Regions from separate parts of the Hordeum vulgare genome. Here region 1 is linked to region 2. Evidence: chromatin contacts called from public Hi-C data. All regions are on one chromosome and are shown on one strand. The core of a region is the stretch at or near the end of the contact, and the rest is flanking DNA. Distances in the headings are between cores, read along the strand shown.

Region 1 (2,700 bases), core at 197-2,696, 160 kb before region 2:
TTTGCTCTAGGATCCATGATAACATGACCGACAAATCATACTCATTGCCAATTTACCCCTAGCCATCCACAAACTACCAACCACTGATCCACGTGGAAAGGGGAGGGAAGGAAGAAGATGCAAGGTGTGTGCCATACCCCTAACCCATGTGCATATGCCGCACTAGACGCTCCCGCAGATGCTGCAGCGCCAAGGCAAGCTCCACTTCCACTTGCAGTCGGGGCGCCTCCCTCCCACGCCGAGCAGGGCCGCCCCTACAACACCACGACGTCCCTAAGCTCTGATTGCAGCAGCAATAGTTGCCATTTCTCAAGCACCTGTGTCAAAGAGGAGGCAAAGGCGGGTCAGCTTCGTCCAGCGTCGAGGAGGCCGAGGGCGACGCGGCGAGCGAAGACTCGTGAGGTCAGCTTGGCGAGCGGGGTGAGGTGCGGCGGCGGCGGCGAGCGGGATGAGGTGTGGCGGCGGCGGCGGCGAGGGAAATGCTCATGGTAGGGTTCGCTCTGGCTCGGGTGCGGGTCGGGGCATCGCGAAGCGTTTTTCTTTTTACTAAACGTTTCTTCAGATCCACTTACGTAGGGACCGCGGGTTCAATTATCGAAAACCACATGAAGCTTTTTGCAAAAACACCAACGACGTACGGCAGAAGCAATAGCTACTTTATTATTAGAGAAAGATAGGGAAAGATATATATTATATAATACTCCCTCCGTTTCAAAATAAATGATTTAAAAATGACTTAACTTTGTACTAAAGTTAATGCAAAATGGAGTCAATTTTGAATCACTTATTTTAAGACGGAAGAAGTAATATATATTAGGGAGAGAAAAAATAGAAAAAATAGAGATAGAGATATAGTCACACGGATGTGTAAGAGTTAACGGCGACATGTTAACGCATGGAGCTGACTATTCAAGCCACCAATCCAATCATGAGAAAAATTGTTGGGTTGGATCGATGTCAGCTAAACTGGTGCTGCGTCGTTGCGTGCGTCCTGCGCTCATCTAGTCATATTCTCCACAATTTCCCGAACAGATCCGGAGATCCGCTCCTACTTTTTGACAAATCGATCGACGAACCCTGCTTGGAATATTTGAGCAGTCTAGCTTTAGCTGAAGAGAGGATCGATATGAAACCTACCTAGACACGTGATATCTATCAAGGCTAGCCGCCGTGATTACTTTGGCCACCGTACTTTCCCTTCAGTATCAATCCCGCGTCAGTTCGACCACAGGGGATGGGATATTTATATTCGGATCACTATGGAATAGTAGCAGATGCCGTTCAGAGCCCGGCCGAACCATTTATGGCAATTTTGAATGACTGCAGACGAGTTAGTATTTACGTACTTATTTCTAGATCTGTATGATAACGAGCAAGTTGGCAATAGCCAATAATGGAGCACTGCCGACGCAGGCGCATAGTGCCGGTGATGTGTCGGGGCATCCATGCTCTAACCAGATCTAGCCCATGCATAGACCTCTTTCAAAACATGGATACTTAAACAAAGTGCTAAAAGCAATTTCAACACGGCGATCCATTTCGTCCGTCGCCGTTCGTTTCGGTCTGTATGGACAGAAAAAACGGTCCAACGCGTTGATTCAAACGGACACGCGGTCGCTTTTCGTCCGCCTGTCGACCCACTTCCGGCTCAATTTTAAGCCTGATTTGAGATGGCACAGGCATAAAGCGGACGCGGACAACCCACACTTTCTTCATTCCCTAGCCCGCCACTCGATGGCACATTGGCCGTTTTTGTTAGAAATATGCCCTAAAGACAATAATAAAATAGTTATTATTCTATTTTCTTGTTCAAAATAATCGTTTATTATCCATGCTAAAATTGTATTGATTGGAAAAAAAATACATGTGTGGATACATAGATAACACACTATCCCTAATAAGTCTTTAATGGACTAGCTCGTTGATCAAAGATGATCAAGGTTTCCTGACCATATACATGGTTTGTTATTTGATAACGGGACCTAATCATTAGGAGAATGATGTGATGGACAAGACCCAAACCATAAACGTAGCATATGATCGTGTGAGTTTACTTCTACTGTTTTCTGCATGTCAAGTATTTGTTTCTATGACCATGAGATCATGCAACTCCTGGACACCGGAAGAATGTCTTGTGTGTATCAAACGCCGCAACATAACTAGGTGACTATAAAGGTGCTCTCACTAGTAGAAAACAGGGCTATCGTTCGGCCCTGGCCAGCCCATTGGTCCCGGTTCTTCAAGAACCGGGACCAATGGGGGGTATTAGACCCGGTTCGTGAGCTCAGGGGGCCGGCTGAGGCCTCGTGGGCATTGGTCCCGGTTCGTGTAGAACCATTTGTCCTGGTTCGAGCCACGAACCGGGATCAATGGTCCTCGCTGCTGGCCCACAACCATTGGTCCCGGTTCGTGGCATGAACCGGGACAGAAGGGGTGGCTTTAGTCCCGGTTCATGTCACGAACCGGGACAAATAACTTGCCTATATATACCCACCGCCGCGGCAGAGCACTCCATAGTGCTCTGTTTTTTCAATCCGGCGAGATTTCTAGTTCACCTCCTATGCACATGAGGTGTTCGATGAAATGCCCGAGCCATACTAGTTAAGCTTTCTCCTCTCGAAGCTCGACCTAGGAGCCCCATTTTTTTTTGAGATTTGTCTAGATTTAGGGGTCCGTCACGCCCCGTCCCCGTTTTCACCG
Region 2 (2,700 bases), core at 66-2,565:
TCCTCTTTATTCTCATCCATTTGAGACCAATAATAAAGATGGTTAGCATGTTCTCCGTTCGAAGATGAATAAGGACCTTGGCAATTACATGAGCTATTTAATTTCATGAACAAAGTTTAGACATGACAAAAATGCAGAAAAGATACACGCGTCGTATATATGAAAAACATATGCGGCTAGGTAGCTTAGAGCATCTACAACCAGAACTTGCAAATCTGTTCATTCAAACGTCCGCGGACGTGCCTACTCAGTGCACGTGATTGATGAAAAAAAAAATGAATAAAGAAAGAGAAAAAAATAGTCCAGGATGCGGTCGCGTCTTACATGGCAGCAGGGACGATTCTAGGGGGGACAAGGGGGGCTAGACCCCCCTAACAAATTGATTTTTCTATATAATGGTTGTTATAGCTATTTTTTTTTACTTCGTATGAACTTTGCCCCCTCCATGAACAAACTTGTCCCCCTTATGCTTGCATGTTGGCTTCGTCCCTGCGTGGCAGACTGACCGGACGTACTGGTCAGTCCGGGTGTTTGAGATGGGTGTAAGGGTTTCGGCTGGATTTTTTTTTTGTGGTCGGTCAATGACAGGACGGGTTGTCCGGGTGTTTGAGATATGTTTGAGGGGTTGGACTGTAGACGCTCTTAGCATGAAATTGCAAACTAAGCAAAACTTAATTGGTTAGGTTATTTAATTATGGTAGAACAAGCATCGTAGATTTGACATGACTGCTGCCATACTCTCTGAATTCATTTGAATTTCGACGTAGGTATGATCTGTTAGCTCAATCTTAAGAGATGTCAGTCCAATCTTTCAAACGTGCCAGTAGTAATAATGTGTACGTACATATGTTTATAAGAGATGGGTATGCATGCATGTTGTGAGCGTATGTCTTGAAAAAACGTAGTAGCTCTTGGAGTACAAAAAGCAAAGCAACTAGTATGTGCGACTGCTCCTGATCATGCATGCTACACATGCAACAGGTACGCACGCGCGCACGTACCTCGACGAAGCAGTCGTGGAAGTGGAGGCGGATGAGGCCGGCGGCGACGCCGGAGTTGGTGGCGAAGGCGGCGGTGACGGCCTGCCGGACGATGGCCTCGGCGTTGGGGCAGGTGGTGTTGTAGAACCCGACGCGCAGCTGGGCGCGGCTGTGGACCGGCAGCTGCAGGCACAGCACGGCGGTGAGCAGCACCGCCAGACCGGCCAGGCTGCCGCTGCTCGCCATGGTGGCTAGCTTAGCTTAGCTGAAGTACTTGTCACCCTCACAAGGACGGCACAGTGAGCGTCAACTGCACAGCAGTAATGGGTGCTTAACTCGCCTGGCCTGGGTTGTTTTTATAGAGCTTGGGTTGTCGTTGGTTGGTTTGTTTGACAAGTCATGCAGGTGCAGGTGCAGTGTACGTGTGCTGGCCACGGTAGCAGCAGAGCAAGAGCAGAGGACCCGGCCGGCGACGAGGAGAGGAACAGTAGGATGGCGCTGGTGTTCGCTGGCTGGACCGCCTTCCTTGAATACGCGTGGCCGTGAGTTCCCACCATGGCTGCTAAAGTCAAGGTCGGGAACTGTAGGGACCCTGCTGATTGATTGATCATGTGCCTGCGTCGACTCGACGTGGTGTTGGATTTGGATCGATGCACGCGGAAAAGTAGCCGGCCGGCCGGACGGCTCTTCTCCCTCCCGTGCCAGTCGTGAGGCGACCAAGCCAAACAACAACAGTCACCGTGAGGACACGACGGACATCCGAGGCATCAATCCCTCAAAAAGAAAAGAAAAAAAAGACGTCCGAGGCATCAATCCCTAAAAGAAAAAAGGAGGGGAGGAGATCCATAGTTTCTATGCCGCTCCCGCGAGCGGTCCGGGCGCAACCCTAGCCTCTGCCGCCGCCAACCCACATCTCGCCTCTCCCCTCCCTCGCCGTTGTCGGGAGACGCCGCCAGGCAAAGCCTGTGCGTGCGTCGGTGGCGGCGGGGCTCATCCCTCCTCACAAGGCGTCCGGGCGGCGCGGGACGACCAGCTCTGTGGAGGTGCGCGGCTCCGCAGGACGCGTCGGGTCGGCGGCAGCTTGGGTGGCACCGAAGGTGTGCGGCCGACGCGAACACGGCGAGGCCGGCACGCGCGCGTACGCGGCACGGACGGAGCGAGCTGGAGGCGTTGTGACGCAGCCAATGCGCGCGGATGGCTGGACGGTGCGCGGCCGCCGCGCGGGTGGTGGGGCGGCGCAAGTTGGCGGAGTGGCTGCGGCGCGAGCGGGCAGAGGGGCGGCAGTACGAGGCCGACGGCGTCCTGGATCTGGACGCGACGATGCATCTGGGCCCGGTTGGGCCAGATCTAGGCTCAGCGAGCTTGCTCGTCTTGGGCAGTCGGTGCTTTGCCGCTCCCGGTGAAGGCGGTGGTGCTGCTTTGCCGCTCTCAGAGATGTGGAGGATGGCAGCGCGGCGGCGTTGCAAGTCGTGGCTGGAGCGGGTCGGCTACGACGGTGTGAGGTGCGGTGTGATTTTTGCTAGCCGTGTGTGATTGGTGGTTGGCGGAGGCAGGCTCTCTGGTGCATCAGGGATTCTTGCAAGGGACGTCGGCGGGCTGCGATGGCAATGGGTTTGGTGAGCTCCGGGCGAAAGCCTAGCATGACCTCGGTTGATGCCGACGGCGACTACGTCTTTGAACGTCGTTTCCCTCCTTTGAGGCGTTGTCGTGTGGAACCTCT

The links. A called contact is a pair of places that touch in the nucleus more often than the background predicts.
Region 1: a contact with region 2 is called in a Hi-C map of seedling, with 4 times the contacts expected there. The contact joins the enhancer-like site here to the promoter of LOC123411638 in region 2. A contact is called at or near these places in 3 of 6 Hi-C or Micro-C datasets (leaf and seedling).

The regions. Positions count from the first base shown.
Region 1 is chr7H:486,139,182-486,141,881 of MorexV3_pseudomolecules_assembly, reverse strand. No RefSeq gene overlaps it. Among protein-coding and RNA genes, the nearest start is that of LOC123409238, 130 kb to the left of the region's middle. Within about 2 kb of position 1,446, at least 3 of the 3 cell types and tissues checked have open chromatin away from gene starts, as enhancers often do. A contact at or near this core is called in leaf and seedling, where this site is marked.
Region 2 is chr7H:485,980,247-485,982,946 of MorexV3_pseudomolecules_assembly, reverse strand. It overlaps LOC123411638 (peroxidase 1-like), which reads right to left and starts at 1,315. Exons shown (of 2, transcript XM_045104601.1): 1 at 1,002-1,315. The coding sequence starts at 1,226.